2 separate regions of the Triticum aestivum genome follow, and region 2 is linked to region 1. The links are chromatin contacts, called in public Hi-C maps. All regions are on one chromosome and are shown on one strand. Each heading gives the region's core, a stretch centred on a gene start, on an enhancer-like site or on the middle of the called end of the contact. The rest is flanking DNA. Distances are from core to core; before and after follow the strand shown. Region 1 has its middle 7.5 kb from the start of LOC123041743. Region 2 has its middle 170 kb from the start of LOC123041743.

What was found. Hi-C and Micro-C count contacts between places; a contact is called where the count stands out from the background.
Region 2: a Hi-C map of leaf shows a contact between it and region 1, with 7 times the contacts expected there. The contact joins two enhancer-like sites. A contact is called at or near these places in 3 of 5 Hi-C or Micro-C datasets (all in leaf).

The regions. Positions count from the first base shown.
Region 1 is chr2B:595,107,166-595,113,955 of IWGSC CS RefSeq v2.1, reverse strand. It overlaps the pseudogene LOC123041744. Among protein-coding and RNA genes, the nearest start is that of LOC123041743, 7.5 kb to the right of the region's middle. Within about 2 kb of position 3,110, at least 3 of the 8 cell types and tissues checked have an H3K27ac peak or open chromatin away from gene starts, as enhancers often do. A contact at or near this core is called in leaf, where this site is marked.
Region 2 is chr2B:595,267,629-595,274,418 of IWGSC CS RefSeq v2.1, reverse strand. No RefSeq gene overlaps it. Among protein-coding and RNA genes, the nearest start is that of LOC123041743, 170 kb to the right of the region's middle. Within about 2 kb of position 2,863, at least 6 of the 8 cell types and tissues checked have an H3K27ac peak or open chromatin away from gene starts, as enhancers often do. A contact at or near this core is called in leaf, where this site is marked.

The sequences.
Region 1 (6,790 bases), core at 1,861-4,360:
AATTTTAGAAGTTTGGGATATTTTCTGGAATTTCCCGAATAAGAATAATTCCAATAATTGAATTAATGCGTCAGCATCGCGTCATGGTGACGTCAGTGGTCAACGGGGCTGGTCCAGGTCAAACCTAACGCTAGGACCTACTGGTCAGAGACTAGACTAATTAACAGAGACTATTAGTGCTAAGTTAATCCTAACTAAAAGTGTCAGTGGGCATGGGCCCACATGTCAGTGATACAAAGTTTAGTTAGCGAGGTGATTAACCTCTAACAATGGTAATTAGCACTAACTAAACTAACTCTAGTCAGAGGCCGGCCCCACATGTCATCGACACAGGGGGGCCCAGTCGTGGTCAAAGTGGGTCAAACCCACCGGCGACTCGACGCCAGCGAGGCCTGAGACGGTGGCGCGGCTCGGAAAACGCCCACAGGGCACAGACGAGGCCGTTCTTGGGCTCGTTGGAGAGCTCTCATTGGCGCGCGTCGAGTGGTGGTGGTGGGGACCTGGGCTGGAGCCGACGACGGCGAGCTCCAAGGCGGCGGCCGGAGTTCGGGTGGTCGCAGGATCGGTGTTGCAGCTCGCAAGCGAGCCATCTGATGCGCTGGGGCTGCTCTACGGGGTGCTACGAGCGTGTTGGAGTCGCCGGGGTGACCAAATGGTCACCGGAGCTGCGTTGACGGTGAGCTCGGCCGGTGGCATGCTGTGGGCAGCAAGGGGGCGACGGCTACGGCGAGCAAGAGGCAGCGGGGTTAGGGGGGTTAGTTGCAGGTGCTCACAGCGAGTCCATGGAGCGCGGGGGCGAGGTCGGGGACGTCCGGTAGCTCCCGAATCGGCGGCGATGAGCTTCGGTGGCCGGCGACGGAAACGGCGATGGTGGCGGCATTGCAGCGCGTCCGGGACCTCGTGGCTCGGTGGAGAGGAAGAGGGGGTCGAGGCGGAGCCTCTGGGCGCAACAACGAGGCGAGGAAGTGGCTGTGGCCACGACGGTGCTCGTCGGTGGCGACGGCGGCGCTCGGGTGCGAGAGGGAGAGAGAGAACAGTGTGAGGGGAGCACGGGAGAGAGTGAGATCGTCCAGGTGGGGTGCGGGGCGCTCCGTGGCATCATCTAGGAGCACCGAGGGGGGAAGCCAGGCAGACAGGGAGGGAGGAGGTGGCCGGCGCGGGGCGGCCACGCACCTCCGTCCTTCTGGCGAGGGAGGAAGACGACAGGGAGGAGGCGGTGATGGGCTGGGCCGCTGGAGTTGGGCCAGGTGGGCTGCGAGGTGAGCGCCAGGTAAGATTCCCTCTCTCTCTCTCTTTTAATTCCATTTTCTATTTTCTACAATTGTTTTGGCCTTATTAAAAATGCCAGAGCATTATTAAAAATCCTGAAAATATTTGTGGCACTGTTGAAATTATTTCCAACAGCCCTCAACCAGTTTCAGAATTATTAGAGCATTTAAAAATATTTATAAGATTTAAATGCCCCAATTCAAATACAATATGAGTTAATTCAAAAATCCAGAAATGACCTATAAATATGTTCATCATCGTTGGCAGAGGTTTTCACCTTTATCAGAATCATGAACATTTTCAAAGGCATTTTGGGTTTATTGAAAATGATTTTATTTGAGTCTATTTGAATTCATTTGGTGCTAGGGTTTAAACAATCCCCATTTCAGGTTTAACTGAAATTTAAACATGATGCAACACATGACTAGCTAGCTCAGAGCAAACCAGAAGCTAGGGATGTGACAGAAAGTATGTGTAACTGTCCACCCAGAATAAAGAGTTATTGTTTCAGAAAGACTGTGTCTCGTTTCTCCGACCATGGATGTATTCGAGTCTTATGGGGAAAAGTACGCAAACCTCTGCAGAGTGTACAAAATAATCATGGTTAGACGTGTCCCCGGTTATGGACGTTTTGAATATCTAGTTCTTGGATTATCATGTGGATCTCATCACTCTTAATATAATTTGATTGGGTTTAATGATGATGCTTAATTGGGATTGAGTTGGATGAACCTTCTCAATGTTTAATAACCACCATGATAGTTAAATAAAATTTATTCCTTTGTTGTAGGGAAAAATTGGCTTTATGCAAAACTGTAACCATAGAGCTTTCCATCAGCCAAATATGCATGTAGTGATAGTATTTATTCTCTTCATTACTCTATGTGTTACATTGCGAGCATATTCCATGTGCTGGCCCATTTCGGGCTGCAACGTTCATGTTGCAGACTTTTCAGACGACGAGTAAGGTGCCTTAGGTTGTGATCTTTCACTCAGTGATGCCGCTGGAGTTGATGGACTCACTTTATCTTCCAAGTCTTCCGATGTTATCGTATTTAGATGGCCTTAAGCCATATTTATTATAGTAAGTTCTCTTTTGAGACATTTGATGTAATAAATGTGTGATTGTTACTCTGTTATAAATCTTTTAAGTATTGTGCGTGTCAGCATTATCGATCCAGGGATGACACTAATGCATAGAGATCGGACTGTTTGAGGTCTGGTCGCTACAAACTCCTTTGCCAGTCAGTTGTCACTGCCCTGCCCTATGCTAGGGTGTTGTTGCCACCATCTGCACCGCAACGCCACTTCCAATCCTCCCTTAATTCCATGGTCCAACTCCGTATTTGCTTTCTGAATATGTGATAGTATATGAACACCACATACACAATATAAAAAATAATTGCTTATAGTGAAAAGAATGTGCGTGTGAGTTTATAAGGTTGAATGTATGCGCGTATATATAATCGCTTGCATGTGTAGTGTGTTTTGAAAAAACAAAAAAGTGGTGCCGACGTGGGCAAGTCCGACGATGTCCAGCAAGCGTCCCATTTACATCGTGAGCCACAGCCCATGTCAGAATTCCAGCGGTGGTCGTCGTATTCACCTACGAGTGAGCGATGCCGGTTTGACGGTTTTGGAAACCGCTGCGCGAGACACGGCGGCTAGGCTATCGAGCAAGTTCACGGCAGCAGCTGATGTGGGTCGTTTCTCCGCCGCAGCACACCATCGCCGCGGGAACGTAGCCGTTCCTTCTGCCGGATTCTAGCGCATACCACAGGCGGGCCGCCACCCCGTCACATCCAAAACCAGCGTCCACTGCCCACAGGACACGACACCACGGAACCCGACCCCTTTAAAAAGCCGCGGACGCCTGCTCTCGGACGGTAACAAGTCAACACCACATCCAGAGTACACACAAATCCCGAGCTACCGAAAACCGATTCCTTTTCTTACCGCACCGCGAAGCCAAGGCGAAGGCGAAGGTTATCATCGGCGATGTTCCTGGTGGGGATAGTGGCCGAGCTGCTGGAGGACTACACGATGCTGGTGGCGGAGGTGCTGGAGCAGCTGCTCGACGGCGCGCCGTTCCCCCGCCGGATGCGCACGCTCATGCTGCGGAGCCTCCCCTTCGTGGCCCCGCCGCTCGCGCCGCCGCCGCCGCCGCACGCCCTCCGCGTCACCACCCGAGGCTGATCGATCCAGCCGACTGCCTCTGCTAAGCCTCGTCCGATCCCATAGGTTCATCCGGATTGCCTCTTTCGGTTTATTCTGTTGATTCGTTTGGTGTACAGACCGACTGTACTACTTGTACTATGATGTCTCTTATTATCCAGCGGTGGAAATGAGACTGAGTTTTCCATGGCTCCTTTGTAAATAGTTCTGGTGAGATCAAGGGGCCTTTCAATTTGAGCTCCTTTTTCATGTGGATAATGCATACTACTAGTAGAACTGTGGATGATGTCTTTTGCTGGATGGGAACATGAGTTCATGACTGATTGTCTGGACGAATGGATTTTGTCGATCCTTTTTAAACATGACACTAGGTGACCAGAGATGGCCACTGAAAAGAACCGCTGGACTGTTGTGGCTGGTTTGCGATACTTAACGATGGATGCTCTGTTTGGCATTCCTTTGGTCGGCCACAATTTAGGGTTTATACATTATACACGTCGTATCAATATTTTCCATCAGTGACGCATTTCGTGATACACTGGTTGTCTGGTTCGGAGATTAAATAAAGTTTACGCCTTTGGCTACAGGAATGTTAACGTTAACGTAATCAGGTCACAACGTTTTAGGGGGTGTAATGATTTTCTTCCTAGTTTGTTTGGTTCGTGCGGGGTAAAGGAATTGGATACCATTGCTCCAATGCATGAGGAATATCTCTGCCCGATGCCCTGTTGCTCGCCGGCCACCCTTCTCCCCGTCAACGACCTGCTCGGCCTGGCCGCCCTGAGCATGCGCGCCGCCGTTCTCAAGCACCGCCGGCCGCCGCTGAGGATGCGCGCCGCCGGTCAGTCCCCGATCCGCGCGCCGCTGGGGCCGATCTCAGGCACCGCCAGCCAGATCCCAATCTTCGCCCGCCGCTGTGGACGTGCTTTTCCAGCCCCCAAGAAAAGAATCGAACAGCAGCCAGAAAAACGCATGAGAAAGAGGGAACAGACAACAGGCAGATGTGGGCGGAATCAGATTTGTACAACGATGTAATCTGATTACACGGGATCTCATTACGGAGAAGTTGAAACAAACAGAAACTAACGTATTCAGATCCCGTCGTTATCAGGTTACTTACAGATAGCCGAACCAAACACCTCCCTAGTTTCAGGGATTGGGTCGCTGCCCTGTTATCCAAATCTTCCTCGGTCCTCAACAGGATCTCTGGCGCTCCCATTCTTCATAGCAGGGGCCTTCGGCAGTGGGGGTCTTCTATCCCCGCTGCTCTTTGTGTTGGCCATCGATCCTCTCTTTGACGTGGCCATTGAGCAACGACTACTTCACAAAATTGGTGGGAGGGGTTCCACTTTCTGCACATCGCTCTACGTGGACGACACCGCTATCTTCGTTGCCCCCATTAAGCAGGACATATAAAATTTGGCTACCATTTTGAGTTTCCTTTGGAGAGGTGATTGGCCTCACCACGAGCTTCCTCAAGAGCTCCATTGTATCCATCTTAATGATATTCTTCAGAGCTTCTTCGCCAAGCGCACTTCATTTCCGATCAATAATTTTGGGCTTCCGCTTTCAGTACTAAAAGGCATGCATCATCAACCTCTGGAAGATAAAATTGCGGTCAAACTCCCCCCTTGGCAGGGTGAGGGACATTACCTCTCGCACTGCGCTAGTCAAATCGGTGCTTACTTCTCATGCCATCTATTACATCACCTGCTTGTCGTCTCCTCTGGGGGAAGAAGTGTTTACAAGATCGAGCGTGCTTTTTTATGTTCGCCTAGTGACAAGACCTCCGAAGCCAAGTGCAAGTTAAATTGGAAATTTGTTTGTTGACCGACCCATTTTAGGGGTCTCTATATGTTGCACCTGGATAAATTCGCAAGGGTCCTGCGATTGCGATGACTTTGGTTAGAGTGGACCGACAACTCTAAGTTGTGGATTAGTACGGGAAACCCATGCGACGAGATTGACATGAAGCTTTTTTATACTTGCACGACCATTTAAGTGGGCAATGGAGCCAAGAAGCCTTTCTGGGACTCGGCATGGTTGGATGGCAAGCGGCCATTAGATATTGCCTCCCATGGCGAACCTTCATCAACGATTTTCCTGGTGGGGATAGCGGCGGATCTATTTGAGGACTACATGATGCTAGTGGCGGAGGTGTTGGAGCATCTCTCAATGGCATGTCATTCCCCCATGGAATGTGCACGCTCATGTCGTAGAGCCACCCTTCGTGGCCCCATCACTGTTCTCGTCACCGCCACCGCATCTCGTCCATGTCACCAGCATTTTTGAAATTCCAACTCCCTTCGGAAATTCTTGATCTCCTTTCTAACATTGCAGAAAGACTCTCCGCTCCAGCATCGAAGATCAGAAGCTAGTCTAGCCATCTGGAACCGATCATCATGCACCATCGATTCATGGTTGTTCAACTTCCGTGCATCATCAATGATTGGTTTTAATTGTTCATGGGTATCCCACATCACTTCATAGCGAACTGCCTGCTTTGGCCCGTCTTGATTTATATCGTTCTGCAACCACAACAAGATTCATATGAAGTATGAATACTGAACAAGGAGACAAGCTGCCGTATCTGAAGGCTGCTTGCAAGAGGGAAAAGAGTGCATATCAGGAGTTCCCGAAGCTAGTACGATCTCATGATACGGCAGCATCCGGGCCATCAAATGTGAGATCTAACGGTCTCCTGCAATGCTCCCACAAACGGACCTCTTGGAGTCACCTAACTAGTAATTACATGCATGCCTCAAATCTCTGAAAATGACCATTGGATCTCAAATCTAATAGCCTAGGTGACCCCGTATCATGGAGCATATGATCTCTAGGAATTGTTTGACCATCTGTGTTGTGCAAGGTGGTTAACTATCAGACATGATAACCTAGGCGCAAAGAGTTTCAACTTCATAGTTAACCAAGCCTTCAACACAATGGGCTAAAGGTTCGAGAAGTGGCCCCTAGGAAATGGTATTTTTTTGGTAGATGTAGTAGGGTATTTTGTTGCCGGCGGTGGATTTCCAAATGAGAGGACTCATATTCCGCTCCTTCAGCGTCGGCGCTCACGCGTTCCCAAGTGGGCCGGGGAGCAGCAACACAACAAGTTCGCTCCCTGCCCCCCTGCTCGGCCAAATCCTATTCAGCGCCTTAAGCGCTGGATGTAGTGCATTTGGTATAGGGCGCACACCCCTCACACCCCTTATGTACGCATAGTTTTATAACGGGCCGGCCCATCCCACTTCCTTCTGTTTCTGCAAAAAGTTTGTTCGAGCCAGGGCTCGAACCCGCAACGCTCTTCCTACAAGTACGCCGCCACAACCACCAGACCAAATAACCT
Region 2 (6,790 bases), core at 1,614-4,113, 160 kb before region 1:
ATGTGGGATTCATATATGTCCGGTTTTGAATGTTCAAGATCGAATTTATCTGTTGTCGCAATCTAAAGACCAAAACTAGATTCATAAATAGTTGAGAGATTAGAAGTTCACATTTTCCTTATACTAACTATATGGACTATGATATGTTTGAGATAGGCTACCAACATAGCTCTAGGTGATTTGTGACAGTCTAATTTTCACCATTCCGCATGGGGAAATCGACCTGTTTCTCAAATCTCATTTGGCCTCTGCTTGCATACATCGAGCTACCTTGCTGGTGTAGAAGAGGAGAACTTCCACAGAGGTGGAGTGGCCACAGACCCCTGTTGCGGTGGTCAGGCTCAGGCAGCTGGCGGAGAACGTTCGCCGAAGAATTTGGTTGTTCTTATCTTGTTTCTCCTCTGGCACGCATTGTTATTAATTTTATTTCAAAAGAAGGTTGGAACCCCAGGCCTCTGCAGCATTGCGATGCACACATGCATTATTTATTAATCATTCAGCGGAGTACATAATAAAGACAACCACGGCCGAAACATTACAAAGATACGAAATAAACACATATGATTAAGTCTACTTCGCAACACCGTTTTCAAGAAGAAATAAACATCCTTGCGCCATCGTCGTGTTGTCCGACCTAAGACGACCTGAACAAGGATATTCATCCTGGTTGCCCACCAGCCAATGAAGACCGTGTGCCGCCTGTTATGTTTTACATCTACCGGTTCGATGTGTTGGCCTTGCACATTGGGCTGCCATGGCAGCGTTTTGAACACAGAGGATGAGTCCCTTCACGGGCATCCGATGGTAAAAACCTTGACAACATAGAGAAAAGATTATCACATGACTCGCGCAAAAAGGAGAGAAAAGAGGATCATATACAAATACAATAAAAGTAGCTCGACGCATGGTACCCACGACCAGACGGCATACGTACACCGATACAGGCAGGCTGAGCCGGGTGTGGGCGCATCATACGGCGCGCTGGCGCGTGCCTGTGCTATGGATGGCCGGAGGAGGACCACGCACGCATGCATCTCCGGATTATCTTTCTTGTGAGCTAGCCAGCCAAGGCACCCCGCGCATGACACACATATAATGTTAGCAGCTAGCTAGCCAGGCACCGGCTATGTAGCCATAGGTGAGGTAGCGAGCTGCTATCACACACTCGTACATCGATCTCTTCTCCCGATCGTGCAGGAGCCGTACCGCTGTTGCTCGATCCGGCCGAGACGCGCAGAGACCAGGTCAGGGCCTGGTTAGTGTACTGGCCGGGCCATGCTTCTACAACGTGTCCTTGATGTGGGATCGGGACCTCATCACAGCCCATGCATAATTGGTGGTCCACTCTCCCCCAGCCTGCGCGCGCGCATGCCTCCTCCCTCAGCTCCGGCCGGCCATCCACGCCCTCGCTGTGCCTGTCGCTCCCTCTCTCGATGCTCGATCACCACGGAGTTTTATACACTGGACATCGATCTCTACATTATGATCTGCTCAGGTAAGGATTAATTGGTGCAAGCTGCTGCAGTACAATGTCAAAAAGGTTCGAACTTCGAGCAACCCATGGATTGTATTTTCTTGGCCGCAGCTGCCTGCAGGTATGTGCCACAGCTATGTCCGTATGTGCTAAAGGAGACAGTGGTGAATTTATGACGAAGATGCTGAAAAGGCCACCAGACATGGGATTAATGTTGATGCCAGAAACTACAAATGTACACGACGCATGGTAGATTGGTAGCGGTACGGGCATATGCTCGATATGGGCAGAAAAACTTAGAGGACCACTGGCTACGAGAGAGAGATCCATCCATCGGCAGGAAAATCTCTTCCATCGTCCCTCTTGTCTTTCTGTATCCATCGGCACAACTAACTATACACCGTAATTCCGTATGCAGATCGCCGTTGGAGGTCGAGGTACGCGCAAACGTATGCGTGCGTACTGCTCCTTAATTGGGCAGGCTAGACGCCTTTCTGATTACTTTTATTAGGGGAGGACGTACGTACGCCTTTTTATTGAGAATAACTTCATTGCACTAGTCGTTGTACGTACACATGCATGTAGCTAGCGCAAGCATGCATGCATGCGGTCCTGTGCAGCGTGCAGGCAGCAGGCATGCGTACGTACGAGTAACTACATACTGAACGGTGCACATTTGTGAAGTCCTAACTGCACAGTGTCAGATGGCGTAATAAACAGTACCGTGGCACCAAAATTCTCATCTCTCCTGATAGGACAGGATAAATGTGTTATTAGAGAGGGCGGAGACTTTTTGAAACAACAACCTTAATAAAAGCCTCTGCACTTGTGTCCCTCCGTCCTGTGCAGAGCGCGAGCAGCAGATCCAGCGCTAGGCACTGGCTCGATCGGTCGATGAGGTGGCAATGACGGGGAGATCTGCTGGACGTATGTTACGTGCGTAGTACTACGTTGGTTCCCCTCTAGCTAGTCCCTGTAGCTCATCGCCCCCCACTACCGATCTCTTTCTCAGCCCCAGGCCACGTCTTTCTTAGGTTTAATTGGCGCATGTGATCAGATCGATGGAAGCCTATCCAACCACATCCCAACAAGCTGCATTATTATGACCCCTGCCCAGACCGTGCAATTTGCAACTCCATGAGACCATGAGAGAGAGTGTGTGTGTGTGTTGATGTGAGTGTGTGTGTGTGTGTGAGAGAGAGAGTGGTGTGGCATCTGTGTAGCATGAGAGAGAGAGAGAGAGAGAGAGAGAGAGAGAGAGAGAGAGAGAGAGAGCGATTGGTGAGCTGGGTGTCCTGGCCAAAGGAACAAATCTAGGGGACTACGTGCATGCATGCAGATGCAGGAGAGGGTGGGAGGACCCAAACAATTCCTACCAATTCCGGGCAGAGAGGGCCCGGACCGAGGCCCACCGCCGCGACGGGCCCCCTCGGCTGCGCGCCCTGACGAAACCGTTGAGCTCTCCCCCGTTGCGTCGCTTTCGCTCGCCGACGGTCCCCCATACTTCCGGGCTCCGTCCCATGGCCGACCTGTGTCAGCCTGTGTGTGTTCCGTCTCGGCCTCGACTGAACTGCACTATATATTTCTCAAAAAAAAAAAAAAGAGAGTGAACTGTATATATCCCCATCCCCTCCCTGCCGTGGTGTGCCGTGCACGGATGCCACCATATTATATCCCGGTTCATGACAATGACATACGATCTCCCGATAACGTTTAGCAACACTACTTGCCAGTAAGAATGTAAGATGATGCGATTAACTCCGTCGTAAAGTCAGGAAAAAGGGCACGAGATGACGGGTACCCTGTAGATTAGACAGCTACCAACTGTACTGCATTCTTGTGCACATTTACCTGCGACATTATTTTGTTGTCAGGGACATAAACCGTGTGCATTTACAAAAAAAATATGCCGACAGTTTCGTACGAACGTCTTCAATTATTGGTGTAATCAAGCTACACTCTCAACTCCCAACACATCGACATACCCGGAAGAAATCATGTTTTTAGTTTAATTAGTTAGCTGACAGTATGTCCTACTACACATAGGCCGGCCTCCAATTAAAGTAACATCAATTCTCGCGGCTACTAACGCAGGTGATGAGGCCAGAAGATTACATGGAGTTCTTAGCTGTTTGAGTTTATGTGCGTGTGCCTTTTTCGCCATCAAACTATGTCCGTCCGCGGACAGGAAAACAATAATTTCAGTCTGGATCGGGATATCAATGTCAAGCATGTTACTACTACTCAACGCCTATTTTATGTGCGGTTGTGGGCGCGCGCATGACAGTACGTGTAACGTGTGTTGGGGTTTGTGAGACAATATTGTTTAGGTTTTCTTATAATCAGAAAATCCTCGTGGTGGAACCGTTCAAATTGCAGGACGATTTCTTTTATTGAATCTTGGCTAGGAGGTTGTGAAGATATTCCGATGGGAGCCGCAGAGAACAACTAGTCCACTTGGCATGAGGGGTTAGGTCATTAGCACTTGTGATGTTTAAGGACAATCGAAAAGGTTAGGGCATGAGTAGGCCCCGATGCATGAGTGCAAAATCATCTTTTCCTTTTCCTTTTTCTTTAGGGAGTTCAAAGATCTTTTTTTAGGGTAGGGAGTTGCAAGATCTACATTTCTGTCCAAGTCACAACGTGCTCTCTCAATTCTCCTTTTTTGAGATAAACTTTCTCATTTCTCATACAAATAACGGGAAATAAAGGTCTTATGGGGGCCTTGCTCGAACCTCTTGGGCCGGACAGGAAAGTTGAAAGTGATACACCGGGCCTACAGGAACATAACCTGAGAAAAACTTAACCTCTTAAATTGTTGGAAAGACGAGAGCATAATTTTATTAATCATTATTTGAATATCTTCATAATTGTTTAATAATGAAGAAATTATTCATGTATCTAAGTATAAAAAATTCATCTCTTTTTCTTGAAATATCTATACATACGAAACGTCTGTGTATTTTAAAAACAGTTCACACGTTTTAGAAAATTGTTCATGTCTATGAGAATATGTGTTCATGCAATTTCAAAAGTGCTTACATATTTTTTTCATCAAAATGTAAAACAAAAGGAAAAAAATGAAAAGAAACCAAAAAAACAAGAAAAGTGGGATATATAATAGAGGAGCAAATGAAAAATAGAAAATAAAATAATGTAGGAAAACAGAAGAGTCGGAGTCTTGGCCTGTCCCGTTGGTGCATAGCGGCGGGCACGGGAAGGAAAAGATTAAAGGAAAAAAAAGAAGGGGGGGGGATGTAATAAGAAATAAAAATGTAAAAAAAAGTAATAGGACAACAGAAGAGTCGCCTATTCTGTTAGGTCTCGGCCCATCCCAGTGACGTGCGGGTGCAGGTGCAGGCACGGCGATTTCCTATTTAGCGCTTATAGCGCTAGTTCTAGCAGAACTCCTAATTGGCGCCTTGTGCGCCCGCTACCCCAGTGGCGCTCATGCGCTAGCTCTCATGGGCCAAGCCAGGAACGACCGCATGCACCCATGCGTCAGCTGCTCTCTCGATTGCTCTCCCTCCCTTTCACGGTTGACCCGATCGGCTATCAGTCGGCTAACCATTGACTTATTAAAAAAGCTCATTGATTCAAAAAAATCACAAAGTTCAAAAATGTTAATTGATTTAAAAAATCATAGACTCAAAATTCTCTTGAACATGATTTTTTTAGAGAATTTAAATAAAATTGCAATTTTTTAAAAATAAAAAAGTTCATGGATTTAAAAAATAAAAAAAATGAAAACTCCATAAATTTGAAAACGTTTACAAAAATGGAAAAACATTGTGAATTTAAACAGAGTTCACGAATTTAAGAAATGATCACAAAAATAAAAACTGAGTTTGTGAATTTGAAAAAATTGAAAAACATTATTGAGTTTAGAGTTCATAAATTTAATAAAATTTTTAAATTTGAAGAATGTTTACGAATTTGTGAAAAGTTTCATGATTTTGAAAATAGTTCGTGATTTAAAAAATCATAGTATTTTTTAATAAAAAAACATAAAAGAAAAAATAGATGGAAAATTAATAAATAAATAATAGAAACAAGAAAATGGGTGAAGGAAACCACCGCAAACCCACCCCACTTATCCGGTACGACCTTCTAGAATGTTCCCATAACAGGTGGGAGAGAAGAATAGTTGGGTGGCCCACAGCGAACCAGTGGGTGTGCGCCCGATATGGTTTAATATCTATTTAGTATAGAAGGAGCCAAATAAAATTCAGGAAGTGCTAGGCTTACCCGTACACCCGCGCATGCCCGGTTTTTGGAAGCACCCAGAAGTTTCCTGATTGGTTTTGGGAAGCTTTCCGTCATTTGTTTTTTTGTTTTCTGGTACGATTCTTATTCGGTTTTTTCTTTTTATTTTGATTTCCTTTCTCTTTTATATTTTATTTTCTTATTTTCATTTTTCATTTTGTGCTCTTTTAATGCGTCATATTTTGTTCAAATTTAGGGAATTTCCCAGACTCTTGAACTCTTTAAAATATTATGATCTTTTTTCATAAATCCATGAACCTTTTCAAGTTCATGCACTTTTTGGTTCAAGTACGTGAACTTTTTCTCAAATCTGTGAACTTTTTCCCTGCAAATCATGAACTTCTTGCAAATCCGAACAACACGCAATTTGTTTTTCAAACTGTTGAGCTTTTCAAAAATTCATGAACTTTATTGAACTCATGAAATTTTTGGAAAGGTCAACCTTCAAGTGAATAGTCAAAAGACTTTTATGAAAATTATTAATTTTTTGGATTCATTTTGTCAAAAGTTAATAATCGATTGGTCAACCAGTTAGCTGAGTGTGCGTACGATTGCTAGGTTGGCTCATAGCGATGAGGCGTGAGCGTCAGCTTGATAGCTAGCGCTATAAGCACTGACTAGGAGCTTTCGCACTTACACTAACACTCTATGAGCTGGATACATGATTTCACAATTAAAATAGAGATCGTTTGGAGTCCCATATGGATTCTATGGAAACTCCCCTTGGGCATTTAACGTGCCACATATAGGCCAAACCGTAAAAAGGGAGGCATCCTATGTGACCCATTTTGCGTCAAAACGGGAGCTTGACGCACAAGGGCGACGCAGACTGGGCCGGCCCATCGAGCGAAAGCACAACGACGTAACAAGACCCCGTATACACTAGGACCTCGCTCACACAAAAAGGCAGACCACGATCAGCTGGCAACTGCACCACAAAGTTGCTGTCGAACATTAAGGCGGCAAACACTTTAACAACAGACAGCAGGGTTGAGGTTTGGGAAAAACATTTTAGAAACATTTCTTGACAATATTGAATAATTTTAAATA